Linked DNA regions of Sus scrofa: region 1 is linked to region 2. A link is a contact called in public HiChIP or PLAC-seq data. All regions are on one chromosome and are shown on one strand. The core of a region is the stretch at or near the end of the contact, and the rest is flanking DNA. Distances in the headings are between cores, read along the strand shown. Region 1 holds the start of KLF16 (Kruppel-like factor 16). Region 2 holds the start of CSNK1G2 (casein kinase I).

The links. HiChIP or PLAC-seq counts read pairs in DNA pulled down with a chosen protein or histone mark.
Region 1: an H3K27ac HiChIP or PLAC-seq map of alveolar macrophages shows a contact between it and region 2. The contact joins the promoter of KLF16 here to the promoter of CSNK1G2 in region 2. A contact is called at or near these places in 1 of 5 promoter capture datasets (liver), 14 of 47 Hi-C or Micro-C datasets (alveolar macrophages, blood, embryonic fibroblasts and 8 more) and 2 of 2 datasets of contacts at active chromatin or transcription factors (alveolar macrophages and skeletal muscle).

Annotation. Positions count from the first base shown.
Region 1 is chr2:76,678,493-76,683,301 of Sscrofa11.1, forward strand. KLF16 (Kruppel-like factor 16) reads left to right here and starts at 1,727. Exons shown (of 2, transcript NM_001164009.1): 1 at 1,727-2,189. The coding sequence starts at 1,727. It overlaps LOC110259663 (basic proline-rich protein-like), which reads right to left and starts at 1,728. Exons shown (of 2, transcript XM_021085146.1): 1 at 1,641-1,728; 2 at 844-1,502. The coding sequence starts at 1,728. The coding sequence ends at 844.
Region 2 is chr2:76,607,083-76,611,583 of Sscrofa11.1, forward strand. It overlaps CSNK1G2 (casein kinase I), which reads right to left and starts at 2,549. Exons shown (of 12, transcript XM_021084209.1): 1 at 2,259-2,549.

The sequences.
Region 1 (4,809 bases), core at 477-2,976, 71 kb after region 2:
CTACCCTCTAGGCTTCAAAGGCACAGGAGGCCCAGGCCAGTAGGAATGCTGACCACAAGTGCCCCCCAGTGCTCACCTGGATAGTGGTCCTTTGGAGTGGACTCAGCTCCAAACGATGGTGTTGCATGTACTGTCTGCAGCCTGAAATCGGTACTTCAGTGCTCCTCCTCCCTGTCCAGCCTTGTGCAAGGGCAAGTGCCCAAAAGGAGCTGGCACAAGCTGGCACCACCAAGGGTGGTCAGGCCTAGACCAGGAGTACCCATGGGACAGTGACCAGCCTGGTAACGAGGAGCTGAAATGAGGCCATGTCGGGCTAGTGTGCGGGTTGGTGTGGCGGGGAGGGGTTTGCAGGTGGGGTGGGTGAGTATAAAGTCCTGTTCACATTAACCCAGGGAGGGTTAGTGAGCCGACTGGAACCCGTGCAGGAAGGCCCCCTGGAGGTCGCTCCGGTCACTGCACAGCCCCCGTGGCCCGCCTAGGAAGGGGCAGGGGCGTGGTCACACTGGAGGGGGCCACCCCATCGCCCCATTTCCACGCGCCTGCCGACTCAGGCCTGCGGCTCAGGCGGACCCCGAGCATCTGCGTTCCAAATTAAACAATTTGGGCTGGACGTCCTCGGAAGCTTGGCGAGGCCCCACTTTCCCCATCCCGGGCACCGGGAAGCGACGTTCCTATGTCCCAGCAAGGATGGGATACTCTGCCCCATCAAAGCACCGAGCCCCGCCCTTTGTGACCCCAGCCCTCCTCACCTAGTGACTCTCGAATGGGGCGCAAAAAGAGGAAAGAGCGCAGGCTCGCTCGACTCAGCCAGGCCGGGAGTGGCCACCCCCCCCCCACCCCCGTCTAGCTTCGGATCCCAGGGAATGGCGAGTGGGACCCCGGACAAAAGGGTGCGACGGGACACAGGCGAGCGCGGTCTAGCAGGGCCAAAGGCCCGGGAGGACGTGAGGGGGGAGGGTCGCGCACGTGGCCAGGGGGCGGGGCTGGCCGCTTCCGCACCCCCACCGGGCCACGTGGGGAGCGGAGCCCTTCCCCATCGCGACCTGGGGCGCGCCCGGGCAGGGGTGGAAGAGCCCGGGGAAGGGGAGGGCTCCCGCCGGCCGCGCGCACCAGCGGGGGTGGGCGAGCCCGCGAGGAGGCGGGGCGCGCGCCGAGCAGGGATGGGCGCGCCCGTCCGAGGAGGGAGGGGCGTGCCGGGATGGGGCGGGGCGCGCTCCGGGGGTGGGACCGTACCGGGGACGGGGCGGAGCCTCCTGGCGTGAGGAACTGGTGCTGCGGGTAGCGGACCGGGAGGCGGGCGGCCGCGCCCGTGTGGAAGGCACCTCCCGTATAGAAGGCGCTCTCGGGAAAGGGGGAGGGGGCGTGCTCCGGGGCTCGAGTGGGCGCGCCGAGGGGGCGGCTCCTTCGCCCAGGGCCCCGCCCCCCGGCGGCCTCGCGCGGCGGGTAGAGTGGTGGAGGGCGCGCCGGGCGGGGGGCGTGGCCGCGCGCCCCGAGGGGGCGTCCTCCGGGCGGGGCGGGCCGCGGCCACCCCCGCGGGCTCCGGTGCGTCAGGGCGCGTCAGGCGGGGCGGGGCGGGCCGAGCGCGGGCGGCGGCGGCGGCGGCGCGCGCCGGCCTCCTCCTCCTCCTCCGCCTCCCGCACTCGAGCAGCCGCTGCCGGCCGGACGGGCGCTGCTCCCGCCGCCTCCGCTCCGCCTGCTCGGCCGCGCCGCGCGCCCTTCGCCTGGCATGTCGGCAGCCGTGGCGTGCGTGGATTACTTCGCCGCCGACGTGCTCATGGCTATCTCCTCGGGCGCCGTGGTGCACCGCGGTCGGCCGGGCCCCGAGGGCGCGGGCTCGGCCACCGGCCTAGATGTGCGCGCGCCGCGCCGCGAGGCCGCCCCACCCGGGCCCCCGGGACCGCCGCCGCCGGTCCCCGTCGTCCCGGGCCCAGGCCCCGGCGCCGCCGCCGCCGCCGCCGCACCCCACCTGCTGGCCGCCAGCATCCTGGCCGACCTGCGCGGCGGGCCCGGCGCCGCTGCGGGGGGCGCATCGCCGGCCTCGTCTTCTTCGGCCGCCTCGTCCCCGTCCTCTGGCCGCGCCCCCGGCGCCGCGCCCGCCGCGGCCAAGAGCCACCGCTGTCCTTTCCCGGGCTGCGCCAAGGCGTACTACAAATCCTCCCACCTCAAGTCGCACCTGCGGACGCACACAGGTGAGCCCGGCCGCGCGCTCGGTCCGCGCGGGGGCGGCCTCCAGTGCCCCCTCCCCCGCTGGGACCCCGAAACTGCGTGGCGCGTCGGGGGCGGGGAGGGGGGCGCGCCCGTGCTGCCGCCGCGCCGGCCGGGAGGGCGGGGCCTCAGTGGGTGGGGCGCGCGCGGGGGGCGTGGCGGCCACGCGGTCGGGCAGGCAGTGAGCGGATGGCGGGCGCGGAGGCAGGAGCTGGGGAGGGGCGCGGCGCGTGTGGCGGCGGGGTCTGCTGGTGGATCGGGCCTCTCGGGCCCCTTCGTTTTCGGCTTCATTTCTCTTTTCTTTTCTTTTGGTTTCGAATTTGAGTGTTGGGCACCATGGTAGGAACGTCCAGCTGTGAGGTTATTTTTCCTTCCCATGCCTCGATTTTCTTATCTGTAGAAAAGCAGGAGGAGTCGCGGCGCTGCCTCCGGGGTAGCCGCGAGGATTCACGCCAGAGGGCGGCTGAGCGCCTGGTGCGGGGCCAGGTTAAGGGGGTGCCGCGTACGTTTCCTTTTCCTTTTCCTGTTTTAATAGGCGGAAGGTGGGCTGGAAATGCGGGTTAGGGCCTGAGTCTGCGGAGGAGGGAGATCCCTGAGGGTGTCACGTCCTCACCGCATTTCCCCCCACCTGCTGAAGGAGCCGGTAGGGGGTGGATTTGGCGACACTGTCATGTCTCAGCTCACCCGGGTGTAGGGATTGGGCCTCTGGGGGAAACTGGAGGCAGGAGGCTCTGGCCTCCTTTTCCTCCTGTGGATCCTCCCCCAGTGTCCCCCATGGAGTCTCATCCTCAGCATTTTCTCCTGTGCTGGGAGGCAGGGGATGGTGGGCCTTGGTCGGCAGCCAGAGTTTGAGCATTGGCGGTCTTCCTTTGGTTGGGAAGGTCAGGGGCGACTGGGTGGGCGTGCACTTGGATTTAGGGCTCTGTCAGTTGATAGCACACGATCTAGTCCTTGCGGGTGTGTTTTCTGTCTGTATGAAAGGCTTTGTCGCCGCTTTTCCCTGAGGGATCCTTATGGGGGTCACGTTAGGCAGCAGCGTGTGTCCGCGCGGCTCGGTGGACCTGCTCCCATTGTAGGAACACGCGGAGGAGGTGGGGGTAAGCAGGGTTGGTCCCAGCAGTGTGGTGGAAACAGGGATGCCATGACACTTGAATGTCGCTGATATCTCCAGTTCCCTGGTTTGGTTGTTTTTGTTTTTTTATGTTGTCGGACTTCCTGGGTCTGGTGAAAGAGGGTGGCCAGTGCACCTCACATTATGGCTCCTGAGGGACATTTCCCCAGCTTTTCCTGGGGTCCTCAGAAGCCCCCTAGGCCCTCAGCCAGTGTTGGCCGCCCCCCCCTTAGCCCATGGGGAAGGAAAGACTCCTAGTCAAAGATCTGGATCTCAGCATTGCTGTTCCTGTTTTTAATGAGAAACCGAGGCCCTGGGGTCAGTCGGGGTGTCCCAGTGATGGGGGGCAGGGTGCCAGCCCTTGTGCCTTGGCCCCTGAGGGACCTGTGCTTGCAGATGTGCTGTCGCGAAGCCCCCTTGATAAAAAAGACGTTTCTGGGAGTGAAAGCCTGCACCCAGGCACCCTTGATTTGGTCCTGGAGGGTTTGGGGCACCCCCGTGCTTCATGATTAATTCCTCACCTTTCTGGCCCCCAGAACCTCTAAACCCTGCCCAGGGTCTTCGTTCAGGTTTTTTGCCTTTTCTAGCCCCCAGGGGAGGGGGCAGCTGCCCTTGTGCCTGTTGAGGGGTGGGGAAGCCATGCTTGTGAGTATGGTGTTGTCCACTGCTGGGGGCTAGCCTAGGGTGGGATCTACTGAGGAACCCTGCTGAGCCGGTGTTCCCTGAGGGTCTTTGGGAGGGTGTCCTTTCCCACCTGCCTCTGCCTGACCGCCCTCCTTTCTGTAAAGAGAATTCCCATCCTGGCCTGGCCCCATTTTACAGATGAGCCACCGGGCACAGCAGGAGTCAGGCAAGTGGAGTGTGGTGCCTCCATCTTCGCTGTTCCATTTGGCAGAGAGGGTTGGAGTGGGGAAGCCAGGAGAGGCCACGGGGTCTTTCACAGCCCCCCCCCACCCCCGCCAGCTGCAGGGAAGTGTGGAGGTCTGTGCTTTAGTCCTTGCATCTGGCCTGCAGCCCCTGGCCCAGAATGAGGTCTCCTGACTCTGGCTTGGGGCAGGGAAAGACTTGGAAGCTGCAGGAGATGTTGACACGGTTGCCGTGGATACCGAGGGAGCTGGAGGGAGGTGGGGCGGGGGCGGAGGAGAGGCTGGCAGTCTACTTGCTCTCTCAGCCTCCTCCATCTCTGGACTGCTCCCCTGTCCCAGAGCCCCCAGCACACAGCACCTTCTGGGGGGCTCAGACCCTCGTCCCCCGGGAGCTTAGATCTGGATCTGGAGCTGTTAGTCTGGGGCTCCCCCTCTGAGCTGCCGACTTTGAGTCTGGGTCATTCTCCATCTGGGGCGTCCTGGCCACTGTGGGGTGCTGGACAGCCTTCCAGGCCCCCACCCACTGGATGCTGGGTGCACCCCCAGTTGTGACAAGGACAAATGTCCTCAGACATCACCCAGTGATCCCTGGGGGTTGTGGGATCACCTCCAGTTGAGACCCCCTGT
Region 2 (4,501 bases), core at 1,299-3,798:
CCTCCAAGGACCTCAAGGGAGAAAGACCCAAGAAGTTTCCACCCAGAGAAGAGACCCGACCACCCCACAACCACACAGAGAAACCCTCCTGCTGAGGTGGCCTGGGACTGCTCTGTAGTAACTCAGGATGTCCACTAAACATGCCACTGTCCCTAGTGTAGCTTTGCAATGACTGGGCCCACCCTAAGCACTTGCTCAGACCCACCAGTAAATCCTCAAGGACACAGGTGGCCCTGCAGCTGTCCTGAATGCCTCGGCTGGCTGGCTGGCTTCCCCAGAGCTGGGATGAGAAGATAGCTTTCAGTTTAAAAAAAACAAAAACAAAAACAAAACCTCACCTACTTCCTCTTGCAACCAAGAGATAATTACTACGTAGTGAAAAGGAGGAGGTTCAGAGTAGTCGGTGTGCAAAGAGGTCTACTGTCACAGCTCAGAGCCAGGTACTGAGACACCCATTCCCAGCCTGCTTCAGGGAAATCAAAGAAACCCAGAAGACCTGAGAGTCACCTGCACACAGAAATGTCAGATGCGTACCTGACCACTACTGTGTGGATGAGGGTCCATCAGCTCCTTCAGATCTTCTTCCCTCCAATGCCAAATGCAGTGGACACAACTGACCCCCTAGCCCAGGAGCCAGTTGCCCCCATCCCCGGCAGCAGGAGACTCAACCTACACCCACCACTTCCATGCGGCCTCCTTAATTCCGTTCTCTGGAGGCAGGGCCACAGACATCACTGCAGGGGCGGAAATGAACATCTGGGGCCCTGATGTGTGCACCTGTGGGTGCTGTCCTCAGCCCCCACCCATCCACCCATCCACATGCCTGCAGAGCCCAGAGCAGGCCACAATTTGGTGAAGAGACAACATAGAAAAACAAGCTCCTGATGACAACCACAAACTTCCCCCTTTCAAACCTGCAGTCCAGATCAGTCTGTTCTCAGGGGCTGCCTCCAGCCCCAGCAAGCACCCCCTTCACTATCAGATCAATCCTCCTACAGTCAGTTCTGCCCCCCAGATCAGAGCCCCTATACTTTCCCACTCATCTCTCACGCCCAGAGCTACAGAAGTCTCTGGAGGCTGGGAAATGCCAACTGAGCTTATCTGTGTCCCGAGAAGGCAGAGAGGGCCCCTGAGGCCCCACAGAATGAATATGTGGACACCTCAGAGTCCCAGACACTGACCAAGCTTAGGTCTCCCGGTGGAGGGGGCAGGGGAGAACATACTGGACTCCACCTACGTGCACAGAACCCTCCAGGCTGTTTCCTGCAAACAATGCCATCCGGAGGCCAAGGGAATAACCCAGCTGCCCAAAGCCTACCCAGGATGATGCCCCAGACGTCACAGCAGGGCTTTCTCTAAGGCCCCCAGCCCTGAACGTGAAAGTGTCCCCTGAGAAAACTGGGGCAGAGAAGACAGGGGAAGTGCTGTCCCTGGCAGGGCACAGACGCTACACCCCCCCCCCATCTGAAGTGTTTCCGGAAAACAAAGCCGGTGGCGAGGGCGGAAGGGGGAGGCGCAGCCAGGCGAGAGCCAGGAGTTCCTGAGCAGCCCAAAACAGATCCTCCAGACCAGACCCCTCTTGCTGCTCCTCCCCTCTGCCCCCAGCCCCCGGCTCACCCCCAAATCCTGCAGAGCCACAAAGGGGCAAGTGTGCGGCAGCGTAGGCAGCAGCCATGGGCCCAGGAGAGAGAGCTGGAGGAATAGAAGGACATGGGAAGTGGACAGTGTGCTTGAGCACTAGGGAGCAGTGAAGAAGGGAGGAGGGGTGGGACTGAGGGAGAGTGGAGGACAACAAAGTCTGGAGCGAGGGAACAGTGAGGTCTGGAATACTGAGGTCTGGAATGAAGAATACTGAGGTCTGGAATGAAGAATCAGTAAGGAGCTGTGAGGTCTGTAGTGTGCGGATGAGTGGGAACGAGAGGTTGCAGGGCCTGATTTTGGGGGTCACTGGCAAGGTCTGGAGTACAGGGGAGAAGGGTTGGAGTCCAGAGTGTGGGGGCTAGTGGGCCATAGGGGCAGTGGGGTCGCAGTTTAGGGGTCAGTGGGAGAGCAAAGTCGGGAATGCACAGTTCCACAAGAGCAGAGTTAGGATTCTGGGGGCCCCTGGGGTGCGGGAATGCCGGGGGACCGGGGGTCTGCGGGATGCGGGGGTCCGAAGCGCGGGGTGTACGGGCGGCGGGATCCAAGGATCCGTGGGGGTGGGGCCGCAGGACCGGGGCGCGTGGCCGCACCGCCGGCGAGGGCGCGCGCGTCGTTACCTGACGGCCTCCGCCGTGGCTGTGGCTGTGGCTGTGGCCGTGGCCCCGCGGCCGGGCGGCCGGGCTGGGCGGCCCGGGCTCCCTCAGCAGCGCGGCGCGGGCCCCCGCTCCGGACCTTGTTCGCGCTCCGGCTCTGGCGCCCGCTTGGGCCCCCGCTCCCGCGCCGTCGGCGCCGGCCTCCGCATGTTGGGCGCGGGCCGTCCCCGCCGCGCGGGCGCCCGGCTCGCCCCGGTCTCACAGCGTCGCCCGCGGCCCGCGCTTACGCCGCCAGCGTCGCGGGGGAGGGCCTGGCGCCCACTGCGCAGCCGCCGGAGGCCGTAGGGCGCGCGCGTGACGTCACAGCGCGAGGCGGGACCCGGCGGCGCGCCCGCCGCTTTGCGGCAGCGGGCGACACTGCGCGACGGCCGCCACGCTTTGCGGCTGCTCCAGGGTGGCTGGGCCGCAGCCGGGGGGACCGCCGGAGGTGCGCGGCTGGGAGGGCGCGCACGGACGGGGAAGGAGCGGTCCCCAGTCAACCCTTCTGGGGGGCGGGGCTCTGGCCCGCGGTCTTGGCCCGCCCCCGCCGTTGCCATGGAGACGCGTGGCTGGTCACTGAGACACCGCCCCACCGCGCTTCTGTGGCGTCAAGGTCTCGCCACTTGACGTCACGGTCGGGCGGTGCCGCGGGCGTGGTCAGCGCGTGGATAAGCCAACTTCCGGGGAGTCCTGCGGCAGACTTGCTGGTTGGGGTGGGGAGAGCTGTGTAGAGTGATAGGCTAGCGACGGGGCGGTGCTTCTCCGAGCCAGAAGGAGCTGTGACATAATCGAGGAGCCAAGGAGGGTGTCACTCAAGGCACTGGTCCAACTGGACCTTCCGCCTGGGCCTGCCGCCTGAGCACAGGCCCTAGCAAGCAGCTGACGCTCAACAAGTGCAGTGTAGAGTACTTGCTCATATACTGTCAGTCCATCCTGGACCTAGAAAAAGCTTGGGTAGGGGGAGCTTGGCAAGAACCCCGCAGTGAGGCCCAGCATCACCCAGGACAGGGCCTACCCGCGTGGCCCGCGTGCCTCCTGCGGGGCATTTTTAGTGTTGAGGGAAACTCATCCATTCACGTCTTTATTAAATGCCTGCCAGCTGTTCTGAAAATAGAATGGTGAGCTAAACTCTTGGCACGGTTTCCCAGCGAGTTCTCAGTCCTGAGCGAGGGGATGGACAGGACAGTGAATAAATGGACATGACCGTTTCAGATGGTGTTATAAGCTTGCTTGGAGCAGAGTGACCAAGGGCCAGACCCTAAAGGCTAAAAGCTAGATTTGGCAGATGGAAGATTGCATGGTCTCTGATTTTTGTCCTGCTGTCCAGCAGACAAATTTGGGGAAGGAGAATTAAAGTAGAAGGAGATGGCAGAATGGCAACAGTTTAGGGCTTCTTCTGACCCAGTTCTCCTCTTTCAGCTCCACTTGCAATGTCACTACCTCCAGGAAGCCCAAGCTTCTTCCCCCATTGTCCTTTCTCGGTACAAGCTGACCCCTTCCAACCTGAGCCTTAACATAAAGGAGTGTGTTTGTTTCAAGTCACCCTCCTCCACCAGCCATACCAAACCAGAGACCACATCTGTTTTGCTCATTGCTGGGTCTGTAGGCACACACAGCAGGCACTCAGTCTGTGTGGTCACGGTGTGTGGTGAATAAATGAATGAAACAACTCCACAATCCTCCCAGATTCTGGAGAACTCCAGGTTTTACTTCCTCAGACTTCCCTGGTCCAACTCTCCTCTTCTATCCAGTTTTTTTTTTTTTTTTAAATCCTGCCATTTCTTGGGCTGCTTTTGTGGCATATGGAGGTTCCCAGGCTAGGGGTCGAATCAGAACCGTAGCCGCTGACCTGTACCACAGCCACAGCAAAGCAGGATCCAAGTCGTGTCTGCAACCTACACCACAGCTCACAGCCCACAGCAACAGTGATCTTTAACCCACTGAGCAAGGCCAGGGATTGAACCCGAAACCTCATAGTTCCTAGTCGGATTCATTAACCATGGAACTCCTCTATACACTCTTTGAGATTTTTCTTGATTTTTGAGGAAGGCCTGTATTGATATGAACTCCCCGCCAAGAACTGCTTTTGCTACATCTTGTAGATTTTGTATGGTTGTGTCTTCTTTTTTTTTTTTGTTTTTGTTTTTTAGGGCCAAAGGTGTGGCACATGGAAGTTCCCAGGCTAGGGGTCCAATCAGAGCTACAGCTGCTGGCCTATGCCACAGCCA